2 separate regions of the Sus scrofa genome follow, and region 2 is linked to region 1. A link is a contact called in public Hi-C data. All regions are on one chromosome and are shown on one strand. Each heading gives the region's core, a stretch centred on a gene start, on an enhancer-like site or on the middle of the called end of the contact. The rest is flanking DNA. Distances are from core to core; before and after follow the strand shown. Region 1 holds the start of YARS (tyrosine--tRNA ligase, cytoplasmic). Region 2 holds the start of RBBP4 (histone-binding protein RBBP4).

The links. Hi-C and Micro-C count contacts between places; a contact is called where the count stands out from the background.
Region 2: a contact with region 1 is called in a Hi-C map of liver, with 4 times the contacts expected there. The contact joins the promoter of RBBP4 here to the promoter of YARS in region 1. A contact is called at or near these places in 2 of 5 promoter capture datasets (fetal liver and liver), 4 of 47 Hi-C or Micro-C datasets (heart right ventricle, liver and skeletal muscle) and 2 of 2 datasets of contacts at active chromatin or transcription factors (alveolar macrophages and skeletal muscle).

The regions. Positions count from the first base shown.
Region 1 is chr6:89,117,025-89,123,970 of Sscrofa11.1, reverse strand. YARS (tyrosine--tRNA ligase, cytoplasmic) reads left to right here and starts at 5,134. Exons shown (of 14, transcript XM_013999119.2): 1 at 5,134-5,500; 2 at 5,610-5,734. It overlaps S100PBP (S100P-binding protein), which reads right to left and starts at 4,968. Exons shown (of 8, transcript XM_021095828.1): 1 at 4,829-4,968; 2 at 1,395-1,502.
Region 2 is chr6:88,985,362-88,991,958 of Sscrofa11.1, reverse strand. It overlaps RBBP4 (histone-binding protein RBBP4), which reads right to left and starts at 4,867. Exons shown (of 12, transcript XM_013999126.2): 1 at 4,567-4,867; 2 at 3,852-3,999; 3 at 639-784. The coding sequence starts at 4,582. ZBTB8OS (protein archease) reads left to right here and starts at 4,960. Exons shown (of 7, transcript XM_005665186.3): 1 at 4,960-5,484. The coding sequence starts at 5,388.

The DNA.
Region 1 (6,946 bases), core at 3,885-6,384:
ATATATATATATATATAAATCATTGTTATATACCTTAAAGTAATGTAATGTCATATAACAAATCATTACATTGTATACTTTAATACGATCTTAGAAATGAGATGGAATAGAATGGGAAGAAATATTAAGTACCCATTACAAACTAGGCGCTGTGAGACATATTTTACAACTCTAATCCCTCAATATAACTCTATTTGTTATATTTAAACTTAAGAGTTGCTATGGACTTTTTTATTAGTTTTTATGTTTTCGTTTTGGCTGTGCCCATGGCATGCAGAAGTTCCCAGGCCAGGGATCAAACAGGCACCACAGCTATAATCAGGGCCACAGCGGTGACCACACTGGATCCTTAACCTGCTGAGCCACAAGGGAACTCCAATGGCTTTTTATCTTACTTTACCAATATTCTAGTAATTGTTGTGAGAGAGTCCTAGGCACTGAAGCAGGTGTCTCAATAAAGTAATTTGGAGTTCCCGTCGTGGCGCAGTGGTTAGCGAATCCGACTAGGAACCATGAGGTTGCGGGTTCGGTCCCTGCCCTTGCTCAGTGGGTTAACGATCCGGCGTTGCCGTGAGCTGTGGTGTAGGTTGCAGACGTGGCTCAGATCCCGTGTTGCTGTGGCTCTGGTGTAGGCCGGTGGCTACAGCTCCGATTCGACCCCTAGCCTGGGAACCTCCATATGCCGTGGGAGCGGCCCAAAGAGATAGCAAAAAGACAAAAAAAAAAAAAAAAAAAAGAGAGAAAGTAATTTCTCTGCCCAGTGATTGGGTTATTTTATAGAGTGAAATTACTTCTTTAGGCAGCAGTAAGAAAAAAGTTTACTTTTGGAAAAACTTTTCTTTCACTTAACAAAGTTGGTGGTTGTCAAGCATAAGTATCATAGGCACTGGGGTTAAGCAGCTGCATTCCTGAGAAGCTCTTTCTGAGTCATATCCCCATTCTCCAACTCCTTCCAAAAGGTACAGTCCAAGCACCTGCTTGACCTAGTGAAGAGTTCAATAGATTTTCACCCTCGGGAAACTAAACCTCAGAGTCATTAGTAGTTTAACCTAGAACAAAGAGCTTACATGCTAGAATGGGTCCCAACCCAAGCCTAATTCCAAAGGCAATGATTTTTCTTTCGTTTTTCCTACCACCCTTGTGAACAGACTAGCCCAGAGGCAGTCAGCAGCAGAGCCTTCTAAATACAATATCTACTCTAAGATCTTATGAAGGATGCAGACATCAAAAAGAGCTTTTGGTCTCTTGGCAAAAGTAATTTAAGCCACCTTATTATGCATAGGTTTCCCTTGATTTCCCAAGCAGAATGGAATAATCTGAGAAATACCCCTGAATGTGGCCAAATCTCACTGGAAGAAAAATATCATTACTTGCAAACTGTACTGTGCACTCACAGGACCAATATTCTTCTCAACCACTGAAAACATCACTTCCTATGCCACCTGACATCCAGAGGCACAGAGCTGGCTCTTCTGAGCTTCTCACAGGATGTTCTGAAAGGTCTAGGAGTAAAAGCATGCAAAACAATACCATATACATATAATTTTTAACTTACACAAGTCATTCTTTTCAAAATTTTATTTCCTCATTTAAAAACTACTTATTATAATTTAAAACATAGAAAAGCGACATATAATAGTATAATGAATTCCCCCATACCCATCACTCAGCCCCAACAACTATCAACCCATTGCTAATCTTGTCCCACCCACTGCCCCCTTTACCAGATTATTCTGAAGCAAATCCCAGGCATCACATCATTTCATCTGTACATAACAAGAATTCCTTATTATAAAATATTTAGTTCAGATTTCCAGTTATTTTATAAATGCTATTTTTTTTTTTTTTTTTTTTTTTTTTTTTTTTTGCTTTTTAGGGCTTCACCTGCGGCACATGGAAGTTCCCAGGCTAGGGGTCAAATCAAAGCTGTAGCTGCTGGTCTACACCACAGCCACAGCAATGCCAAATCTGGGCTGAGTCTGTGACCCACACCCCAGCTCACGGCAATGCTGGATCCTTAACCACTGAGCGAGCCTACGGATCAAACCCGCATCTTCATGGATAATAGGCAGGTTCGTTACTGCTGAGCCGCAATATGAAAGCCCTATAAAGGTCATTTTTTTTTTATTTATTTATTTACTTTTTTGCCTTTTTTAGGGCCGCACCCGCAACATGGAAGTTCCTAGGCTAGGTGTTGAATTGAAGCTACAGCTGCCAGCCTGCTTCGGAGCCACAGCAACTCGGGATCCAAGCCACGTCTGCAACCTATACCACAGCTCAGAGCACTGCCAGATCCCTGACCCACTGACTAAGGTATCTGCTGTTGCCACAGCTGTGGCACAGGTTGCAACTGCAGCGAGGGTTGGGAACTTCCACATGCCATGGTCATAGCCCAAAATAAATAATAATTTTTTTAAAAGCGTGTTAAAATTTAAGAAGTCTCAGTGGGGAAAGATACAATGATAACAATCTGAAGTTTCAACTGTCCTCCCTTGTAAAATAGGGATCATCATAGTACCTACCGCATTAAAGTTGTCACAAGAATTAAATGAGTTCATGCACATAAAGCACTTAGCATAGTAGAGGTACAATGTTAAAAGCTAAATAAGTAGTGGCTATAGTTATTATTTCACCCCACCATCATCGCTTCCCTTAAGAGTCAGCCTTAAAAGAAGCTTAGGAATGGTAGGAAAAGAGCATTAAGCTGATGGGAAACTTCCCCTGGTCCTGGCTTGTTAAGAAATTATCCAATATGCTCTAATCCCTTCTAATTTAACCCAGCATACTACCAACCACATTGTCACAATAAATTGATTAAAAATGAGGCTGTAGAGACATCTGAAATATCAGGCAAATTCTGCAAATTAATGGCCACTTAAGTATCTTACATAGAGGCAGTGGACTAAAACTTAGAGACCTCTGTCATTCACTTGAGGTCTCTGAACTTCAATATGGATGAGAATACCCATCTGTGAAATAGGGGCTGTTAACATCAAACACAGATTATCTATCACGAGGATCAAATGAGGGGATGTTTATGAAAGCTGAATTTAGTAAATTTGAAGGGAGGAAAATAAAATCTCAGATAAAACTGAAGTTCCAAAGTGAAGTTCCACAAGACAACATGAGCACTTCTCTATCTGCCATTCTACCATCATCTGACTTCCTTGGCATTTGCTTTGCAGTGATCTAAAATATGAGATCTCCTGATTTTTAAGGGAAAAATATTTTTCCCATCTCTCAAGTCTCTTAATTCCTCTGCTCCCCATCCTCCTTTGACCCTATTCTGTCCTTCCAAGTCTCTCTCACCTGTCCACCCACTTCTTCACTTCAGTTTACCACCCCCTCGCTCTGTTCTCTAACCTCCTGGTTGCAACCTCAGAAACTGGTTCCCTTTCTATTTTTATTGTACCCAAGAAAACTTACTGCCTGAAAGCACAAAGCCTCATTTTACTCAGGTCACTGAAACTGCAACAACAGATGCAACCCCATACCCTCTTTCAAGGCTCTAAAACCAAGACCATTACCAACTTGTATCTGACAGGTATGGCCAAGGGCAAGGACTGTTTCCAAGAGACCAAACTTCCTCAATCAAAGGCTGGACCTATGATTTCCAACTTTTCCTAAATGCAATACATGTGAGACAGACAGCACTAATGGCACTCACTAGGCTTATCACTATATAAAACGGGCATTAACATTTAAACTGAATCAAAGTAAACTGAAATTATCTGTCAGAATTTTGCAACTACCTTTGAGATAACTGTAAACAATGCAGGACAGAAAAGCAACCCAGGGCTGGAAATCTGTTTTAGGTAAGGCTTCACTTAGATAAAGATGCCAGAACTTTCCTCCCACGTGGGCTTAGAGACCAAATACCACTCAGCTGCAGCAACAGGTTTCTTTTTAACAAGAAAATGTTTTTGAAATGATTTAAGACAGGTTTGTTAAAGCTTGAAGCCTCTAACAAATCCACAGGAAACTGGAGATCAGGTTGGGGTAGCAGGTGGGCAATTGAATCACTTCCTCTCCAGGGCCCACCCTGAGGTGCCAAATGCCTGCCATCCCGCCCAGGAAGGAACTGGTGGCGCCTCCAGTGCTCGAGAGCTTGGAGGAAGGGGGCCGCAGTCCACCCTTCGTAGGATGCGGTTCTACCTCCCCCAGCTCTCCCTTGTAAGTGCTATAGGCATCGCCCTCGGGGCAGGGCCTTCGCACTTCCCTCCTCCCTAAAGACCAAGAATTCCCGCCTCCCCGCGGAAGGCGGGAGAAGCGCTGGGCTGGCACCCCACCCCTCCCCCAGCAGGGGCAAAAGCGGCCCCCCCAGCTGGTAACGATGCACCCTCACCCTGCAGACGGCTGCCCACCCTGACGTCCGCTGGACCCGGGGCTGGCTCTCCCCTGGGGCGGGTCTGCCTTCCCCTCCCCAGCCCGCAAGGCGCGGCCGGAAAAATAGTCACCCCCCCCCAACCCGCGCCGCAGTGTAGGGGGCAGAGGCAACCCTCCCCCCTCACCTCCACCACCCCACCCCCACTGGGTAGAGAGAACGGACCTCGCTCCGCGCTCTCGGGTAACCAGACAGCCTCCCTTTGCCTCGGCAGAGTGAGGGGCATCTATCGCCCACCGACAAGGAGGTGGGGAGGCAGAGACACTATCCCCCTCCCGCCGCCATCACCTCAGAAATGATAATAAGCCCTTTCCCAGCTGGGCAAGGGCCTCTCAACCCCTCAGAGGGGCGGACGGTGTGCGCGGCCCTCTGGAGAAGCAACAGGCGCCCCCATCCCCCGCCCAGCCAAGGAACGCCGACCCCCTCCTCCCTCCGGCTGTTCACCTCCGGAAGCCGGGCCGAAACCTAGACGAACGACTGCGCCTCACTCCGCCCCCTGCGCCATTTTATCGCCCCCTCCCCGACCTCCCCCACCCCGAGGCAGCCGGTCCAACGCCAGGGGGAGGGCAAACGGTTAGTGATTGGCAGGAAACCGCCCCGCCTACCAGAGGGTTGGGCCCGGCGCAGGCGTCGCAACCCCGCCCCTGCACTGCCTACCCCGCCTATTTGCTCCACCCCTTTTCGTCTCATCGACTCGTTCGACTTTCCACTGCTCCTGACTCTCTCCTGGCCACTAGCAGGAGAAGGGTCCAGACCGAGCAAGCCGAGCGACGAGCTCAGCTGATGCAACCTAACTGGACCCGCGTGACAGTTCCCTGCACGCGGTGGCGGTAGCCACCGAAGGCGCACGGGTGTCGGGCGGAACGCCGGAGACGGGATCGACAAAACCATGGGAGACGCTCTGAGCCCTGAAGAGAAGCTGCACCTTATCACCCGGAACCTACAGGTCGAGCCTCGGGGTTGGAAGTGCGCGGATGCGGACAGGGGGCCGGAAGTCCTGTGATCTTGAGCAGGGCTTCAGGGTTCTAAGGCTGTGGGGCCGAGCACTCCGCAGCCTTGAGAGAAGCTGCAGTCTTCACTGCCCTTCCGTCAGTCAGTCAGTCTAGCAGCCGTTACGTAGGTACCACAGAAATCACGGTTGAGCTCACCTCATGCGTGCAGTTACTTGTGTTGAGCCAGGCTTTGAATCCAGGGCTCCCACCCAACCCACTTTATTATGTGCCAGGCGCGGTGCTAGGAGCTGTGGATACATCAGGGCCCTGCCCTCCCAGAGCATATCCGGAGGAAACCAGATGTTGAAAATGACCCATAATCCAGACATTTAATTGCGGTTGAAACAAGCAGTGGAAGGTACTTTATGCAGAGATCTTTCTTGAAAAGAAATTATGAGGGAGGGCTGGGGAGTGTCAGGGAAGGCTGAGGAAGTGATCTCTAAACTGCGCTCTAAACGATGCAGATCACCTCTTCACTCCACATTTGTTCCGGCTGTTTCCTTCAGGAGTAGATGTTAACCAGAATAATGAGGGGAAGAACTTGTCAGGTGGAAGGAACCCAGGTCGGGAAGCAGAGGGGAGAGAGAACACTGGTTCAGAAAGAAGGCTAACTTGGCTGGAGTAAAGGGAGCAAAATGCGGATCAAGCACTTAGTAAATATTTACATTGCTCATTCCCTTGACTTTTTCAGGCTTCTATTGTCACATTGTCCAGAAGGCCTTTCCAGACTGCTTTATGTAAATAACAACCCCCCTGCCACCAGAACTGCTTCATCTCTTGCTCTACCTTTTTCTGTTGTTATTTCCCCTTTAGAATTTATCACCGCCTGACATAACTATATATTTTACTTGTTTGTTTAGACTTGTTTGTTTAGGAGGAGTAGGCAGGGACCAGGTTATGAGGGCTTTGAAGGCTGTGTTTAAAATTGAGGTATTGAGAGTTCTCATGGTGGCTCAGTGGTTAACGAACCCGACTATCAGCCATGAGGACGCAGGTTCGATCCCTGGCCTAGCTCAGTGGGTTAAGGATCTGGCATTGCCATGAGCTGTGGCGTAGGCCGGCAGGTACAGCTCCGATTGGACCTCTAACCTGGGAACCTCCATATGCCGTGGCTGCAGCCCTAAAAAGACATAAAATAAAATTGGGGCATTGGAGTTCCCTTGTGGCACAGTGGTTTAAGGATCTGCTTTGTCACTGCAGCTTCTCAGGCTGCTGCTGTTGTGCAGGTTCGATCCCTGGCATGGGAACTTCCACATGCCTCAGGTGCAGCAAAAGAAAAAAATAAAATAAAATCGGGGTGTATTCTAAGAGCAGTGATACATTGGTTGGCCACAGCTTGTTTTTCTTTCTTTTTAATAGATGGAATTCACATGCCATAAAATCCACCCCTTTTTACAGTGTGCAGCTCTGTGAAATTTGATGTCACAGGGTTGTGCAATTATCACCATTATTTCATTCCAGAACATTTTCATCATCAAAAGTAACCTGTACCCATTAGCAATCACTGCTCATTCCTCCCCTGCCCCAACCCTAGGGAAACACTAATCTTTCTGTCTCTAATTTGCCTATT
Region 2 (6,597 bases), core at 3,618-6,117, 130 kb after region 1:
TTTTCGGACATCCAGGTGAAATTCTAATACCAGAAACATCCTGTACATTTGTTTATGCACGCTATGTATATCTCCCATGGTGAGAATGCAAGCATGCACAGCAATAACAGAGTGGATTTTTACTTCTTTCTAGAAATTTTCCAACTACCAAATTTAGTTGAGGAAGATTTGGAGATAAGGTACAGACCCAAGTACGCATTAAGTATTTCTTCTTCTTCTTTTTTTGTCTTTTCTAGGGCGGCACCCAAAGCATATGGAGGTTCCCAGGCTAGGGGTCTAATCAGAGCTGTAGCCGCTGGCCTGCGCCAGAGCCACAGCAACAGCAACGTGGGATCTGAGCCACGTCTGTGACCTACATCACAGCTCACAGCAACACCAGATCCTTAACCCACTGAGTGAGGCCAGGGATCGAATCCAAAACCTCATGGTTCCTAGTCGGGTTCATTAACCACTGAGCCACGACAGGAAGTCCAAGTATGTCTTCTGAAATATATACTACAAAATCAAGCCTTCCAAAGCTTAATAACTTGTTTCTAATTTGAGAGGCTACTTCTTCAAACTACACACTTTTTATAATTCAAAGATATGAAAAATATAACCCACACACCATTCCTTCTTTTCACCTTTAAGACTCCTACCTCCTTTTTCACTGTCATAGTGTGAAGCATCAAACTGAGCATCATCATTAGGGAGCTGCACACTGGCTATCACAAGGTGGTTTTGTTCATCCGACGTGTGTGTCCCCAAAACCAGTCGATGAATACTGAAATCCTTTCCTTCTGGTCTGTAATAGCAACACAAGGTCAATATTCAAGTTAGTAACACTGGGTCCACAAAGTCAGAAACATACATGTATGCAAAGGGCACTAACTACAACCAAGTTTTGAAGGGAAGAAGTGATTAAGACCCACATTTCCTACTTTTTGTTTCTGCTGGTTTTTTCCTCCTTGGTCTTTTTAGGGCTGCACCTGTGGCATATAAAGTTCCCAGGCAAGGCAGCCACAGCAACACCAGATCTGAGCTGTGTCTGTGGCCTACACAGCTCACAACAATGAGGACCGTTAAGCCACTGAAGGAGGCCAGGAATCAAACCCACGTCCTCATGGATACCTAGTCAGGTTCACTACCACTGGGCCACAACAGAACTCCCGTTTCCTACTTTTAGCTTGCACAGAGCTGAGTGAAAGGTCTATGTAGCACTTAATTTTGTAAGTATTTCTTTCTTATCTTTTTAAAAAAAATTTATGTATTTATTTATTTTTTGGCCACACCAGTGGCAATGCTGGATCCTTAACCAGCTGCACCACAGTGGCAACTCCCTGTAAGTATTTCTTACCTTGACCAAATAGTTATAATTACTTTGAGGGAAAAGTTTAATGGAATAAAATATGAATTAGGAGTTCCCTGATGGCTCAGCAGGCTAAGGATCTGGCACTGTCACTGCTGAGGCATGGGTTTGATCCCTGGCTTGGAAACTTTTGAATGCTGCAGGTGTGGCCAAAACATAAATAAATTTTAAAAAATATGAAATAACTACTCACCCTTTACAAGGTGGAAAAGAAAACCATTGCTGGGTATACTAACACTTTAGGTTACTTCATCAGGTTAAGGAAGAAAAGGAAAAGGAAATACTATAAAGTAGCAAGCTACTAAGATAACAGCACAGATTCCAGCCTTAGGGAGTTTGGTCTTGTTCACTACTTTGTAAATCTAGCTAATCATATTATGAAAAGCTCAAAAAAAAAAAAAAAAAAAAAAAAAAGGATTCCACAATGATTTTTAGTAGGTATGAGGTGGCTAATATTCGGAACAAGAATACGGTATATCTGGAATCACCAACTATTTCTCAAGTACTCTGCCACAAGTTCCTAGGTGGTTTGAACTACTGAGAACTGACAGAAATGATGCCACTTTCCCTGAACTCAAGTAATTCTGAGTATCAGCTGAATAATGTGAACTACTGGTCATGATAAAGCAGCTTCCAACTCTAAATTCCTAAGTACTTATTAACATATGTAGGACAGGACTCCCCCCTCCCCCACTTTTTTTGCTCGCTTAGGGTCACACCTGTAGCACATCAAGTTCCCAGGCTAGGGGCTGAATCAGAGCTACAGCTGCCAGCCACAGCCACGCTCTGAATCTGAGCCACATTTGCGACCTACACCACAGCTCACGGCAACACTGGATCCTTTAATCCACTGCCAGGGGCAGGGACTGAATCCACATCCTCATGGATACTGGTTGGGTTCGTTACTGCTGAGCCACAACGGGAACTCCAGATTTCCCCATTTTTAAAAAGCTACTACGAAAGTAGCATGCTCATTAAGTTGGCAATGAAATTTCTATAAAATTTCTATTACTTGTTGAGCTGAAACATAGGCCAACAACCACATTTTACAAATATCTTGACTCAAAAGACCTGAGTTCTGAAGGAACCTAGTTATTTAGCATACATATAACTTTCAGCTGTTACTCTGAACACCAACAGTTTTGTAATAAAAAATCCATTATTCCCCCAGGCACGCTCAGTTTGTTAAAGCTTTATACTACTTAAAGTCACCTTCCTTTTCACACTGTCACTTCCCACTGAAAGCCTTTCCTGATATTCCAAGTTGAGATAATTTTCCTTTCTCTGATCATTTTATCTTTGCCACTTTCATAATTATACCTGCCTATTCACTAGACTTGAAAGCAGGTACCATGTCACATTTACCTTTGCATTAACTAACTAGAAAATACCACTGACTGCCGAGATTCAAACATTTTGATGTTAAAAACTGAACTCATCCTGATAGTTTCTGAAAGCTGACAAGTTTTACATTACCATTTGGTCAACTACAGCTATAATCCCACTATTCAATTCAGTGTTAGGAAAAGGAAACATCTCCCACACTGCTGGTGGGAAAGCAAACTGGTGCAGCTATTATGGAAAACAGTATGTAAATGCCTCAGAAAACTAAGGATAGAGTTACCATATGACCCAGCAATCCTACTCCCCAGTATATATCCAGACAAAACTATAATTCAAAATGATACATGTACCGCTATGTTCACAGCAGCATTATTCACAATAGCCAAGACATGGGAACAATCTGACAGATGAATAAAGATGTGGTACATATATACAATGGAATACTACTCAGCCGTAAAAAGGAAGAAATAATGCCATTTGCAGCAACCTGGATGCAATTAGATGATCATACTAAGTGAAATCAGAAAGAGAAAGACAAATATCATTTATATTGGAGAGTCTAAAATATGACAAACCTATCTACAAAACAGAAACAGACTCAGATATAGGAAATAAATTTGTGGTTGCCAAGGGGGTTGGGAGAGGGAGCAGGAGGTGGGGGTTAGCAGATGTAATAAGCTAGTCTACACGAAAGTGGTAATAAACAAGATCCTACTGTATAACAAAGAAAATTATATTCAGTGTCCTAGGAAAACCATAATGGAAAAGAATATATATCCAAAAAAAAGTGTACACAGGAAACTGTGATTGGGTCACTTTGCTATACAACAGAAACCGAAGAAGCATGGAAAATCAGCTGTACTTTAAAAACATAACTGAATCACTTTGCCGTACAGCAGAAATTTACACAACATTGTAAATCAGTACCTCAATAAAAACAAGTAAATAAAAAGAAAACATCAGTATGTTCTCTCTTATATGCTAAACTGCAAAATAATTTTACATTTTGCCTTACTTTCTGGCCTAGGAAAAAAATGTCACCAATAGGCTTTGATCACGTGTCCTCTACGGGTGACTGGAGAGAGGAAAACAGGGAAAATCAATGTGAGAAATCTACACTGAGGACACAACAAAACAGCATTCGAGAGATTCCTATCACCTGGTTACATCTGGAAGCCACTGTGCAGTTAGGCTGGGCCACTCCAGAGCATGGGTCATCACCAAATCGTAAAGAAAAGGGGTGTTCTTTTTCCATATTTTGTACTCTTCGTTGATCACACGTTCTTCTACTGCGTCATCAAAGGCTGCTAAAAAATTAAGAACAAATTAAGTTAGCGACCACAAACGGAAACCGAGTAAACACTTCCAAAGCTACCGTCACGGCTCCTGAATCCTGATTCTGAAATGGAGATTAGTCTAGATCTCCCGGAGGCGCAGGCACCACCACCGCTCTCCAGCTTCGCCGGGCGGGAACTGCTCGGGTAATCCCGACCAGACACTCCGTTAGCCCTTCGGGCGACGGCGCCCGCCGTCGAGCGCACAGAACCGACGGTGAGACCGAGCACCGACCCCTGCGGGTAGGGAGAGCGGCCGGGAGGACCCGGAGAGAGGCAGGTAGACCGACGGGGAGCGCGGGAGGGACCAAACACCCCCCCCGAGGCCACCACGGCCAGCCTCACACCGCTGCGCCGGGCCTCCGCTCCAGAGGGGCTGGCGCGCCATGAGCCCGCCCCGCGGGGCGATTTTTCCTCACGCCTGCGATGGCGGGGACGGCCCTAGGCAGAGTCTGGCCTGCCCCCACCGTTAGGCCGCGTTGAGGCCGCGGCGCAAGCCTGACTCCTCCCGCCCTCCTGGGGCGGCCCCGGCACCCTCACCTTCCTTGTCCGCCATGGCGTACAGGCAAGCCGGGGGGATCCTGGGGCAGAGCGTTGCGAGAGGGGCGGGGAGGCTGCGAGCGCTCCTTCTGCGCGCGCGGCCTCTATTGTTTCCTGCTGCCCCTGCGTGAGGGCCGACTCGCGCACCTTCGCGCCAACATCGGCCAATCGGAGTGCGCCGAACGTCGGTGTGGGCGGGGAAGCCGCGATCGCAGCCTATCCAGACGCGCGGAGCAGCTTGCCTCCAGGCCCAGGCGCGCGCTCTGCCCCTGCCCCCACACGGCCCCAAGCCGACTTCCTCCGATCACGCGCGCGCGCTCGCGCGCGCGGGAGTAGTAGAAGTGCACCCGCCCGGGGTCACGTGAGAGGTTTAGTCCGCACGCTTTTGGGGGCAGCCATTTTCGTGAAGGGTGTTAAGCTAGCGACCCCTTCAAAGTAGTACTTTAGATGGGAAAATGTAGGATGCTTCCGGGTCTAGTTATCTATTGTGGGGCTAGGCGGCAAGAAAAGGCCTCTATCATTCAGATCGAAAGGTGTCTAATTCGTGTCCCTTATTCCACGTCCTCCAAATTATTTGTTTCCTTAGTCGTAGGAAGAACTATTAAGCAAGAGCAGAAAGTGGGTCCTTCGACTTTTAATGATGTGCTCCAAACCCTGGGACACAGAACGGAAGTCTAGAAGGATTAAGTACCTCCCAGGGAATGGAGCCCTGGTCCTTTAAGGGTGTGCCAAGGGGCGGAGTCTAGAGCGGAAGTTATAAGTCAGGGCCGAAGTCCAGCTGAAGAAGGGCGGAAGCTGAGTTTGGGTCCAAAAGCACAATCATGGCGCTGGAAGGGGAAGATTTTAGAGATTACAATTTGACTGAGGAGCAGAAGGCGATCAAGGCCAAGTATCCTCCAGTCAATCGGAAGTACGAGTGTGAGTAGGTGTCTCACTTCTCTCATTACCTGGGGCTTCTGGCCTCGCCTTCCACTTTGTCCCCTACGGTACTTCCGGCACGTTCCCTTTTAGCCCTGTTTGTCTCTTCTGTGCTTGTCCCGCGGATGCTGAAGGGAAAAGCCACCCGGTCTGAATCGGAAATCTGGGCTTCCACATTTAGTCTTTTGAACTTTTTCTACGTGTGCCTATTCACGCTTACTTTGTGGGAATTTTATTGGTGTATTAATTCTAAACACAACCGTGTTTTCAAGCGTTTGCGGAGTTGTCGTCTCCTAAGAGTGTGGCTAGGTTAGGGGACTGAAAGCTCTCAGTAGGGAACTTCTAACTTGGTGTTTTACCTGTATCGTGTTAGTAAAAAGACCTGGTTTTGCCATATTTAGTTAAGTGACTTTAGGCAAATCACATAACCTTTCTTTGCATTCAGTTCCTTCATGTGAGGGATAATTGAGATAAAAATAAATGTGAAAGTGTAGTGCAGACTCTGAAGTTCTATATAAACCTTAAGCTATCATCCCTAAAGGTGGCTGTGGTCTGGGAAGGACTAATCTGACTCTAATATCCCTGCTTAAAATATTTCATTAAATTCCCCTTGTCTTCAGTATAGAATCCAACTATTTACCATAGCTTACTAGGCTTAGTTCTTTCTGGACCCTGTATGTCTCCCTACGCTCATTTTTCTCTCACTTAGCAATTTTTAAAAATTACTTTTAATAAGTTCTATACATGATGCCAAATTCAAAAAGTACAGGGAGTTCCCACTGTGGTACAGTGGGTTAAGAATCTGACTGAAGTGACTCAGGTTGCTCTGGACGTGCAGGTTGGATCCCCAGCCCAGTGCAGTGTGGAAACCAATCCGACTAGGAACCATGAGGTTGCAGAGTCAATCTCTGGCCTGGGAACTTCCAGCCCAGATTTCTAGCCACCTAGTCTTTGTCTCCAGATCAGCCATTCTTAACATTTTCTTATATGTACATGTAGAGATGGACATTTAGTTTAGTTAACCACTTTCTAATTGATGGACATTTATGTTTTTATTCTTTTACAATTGGAAACAATGCAGCAGTGAGTATACTTGTACATCCATTGCTTGGC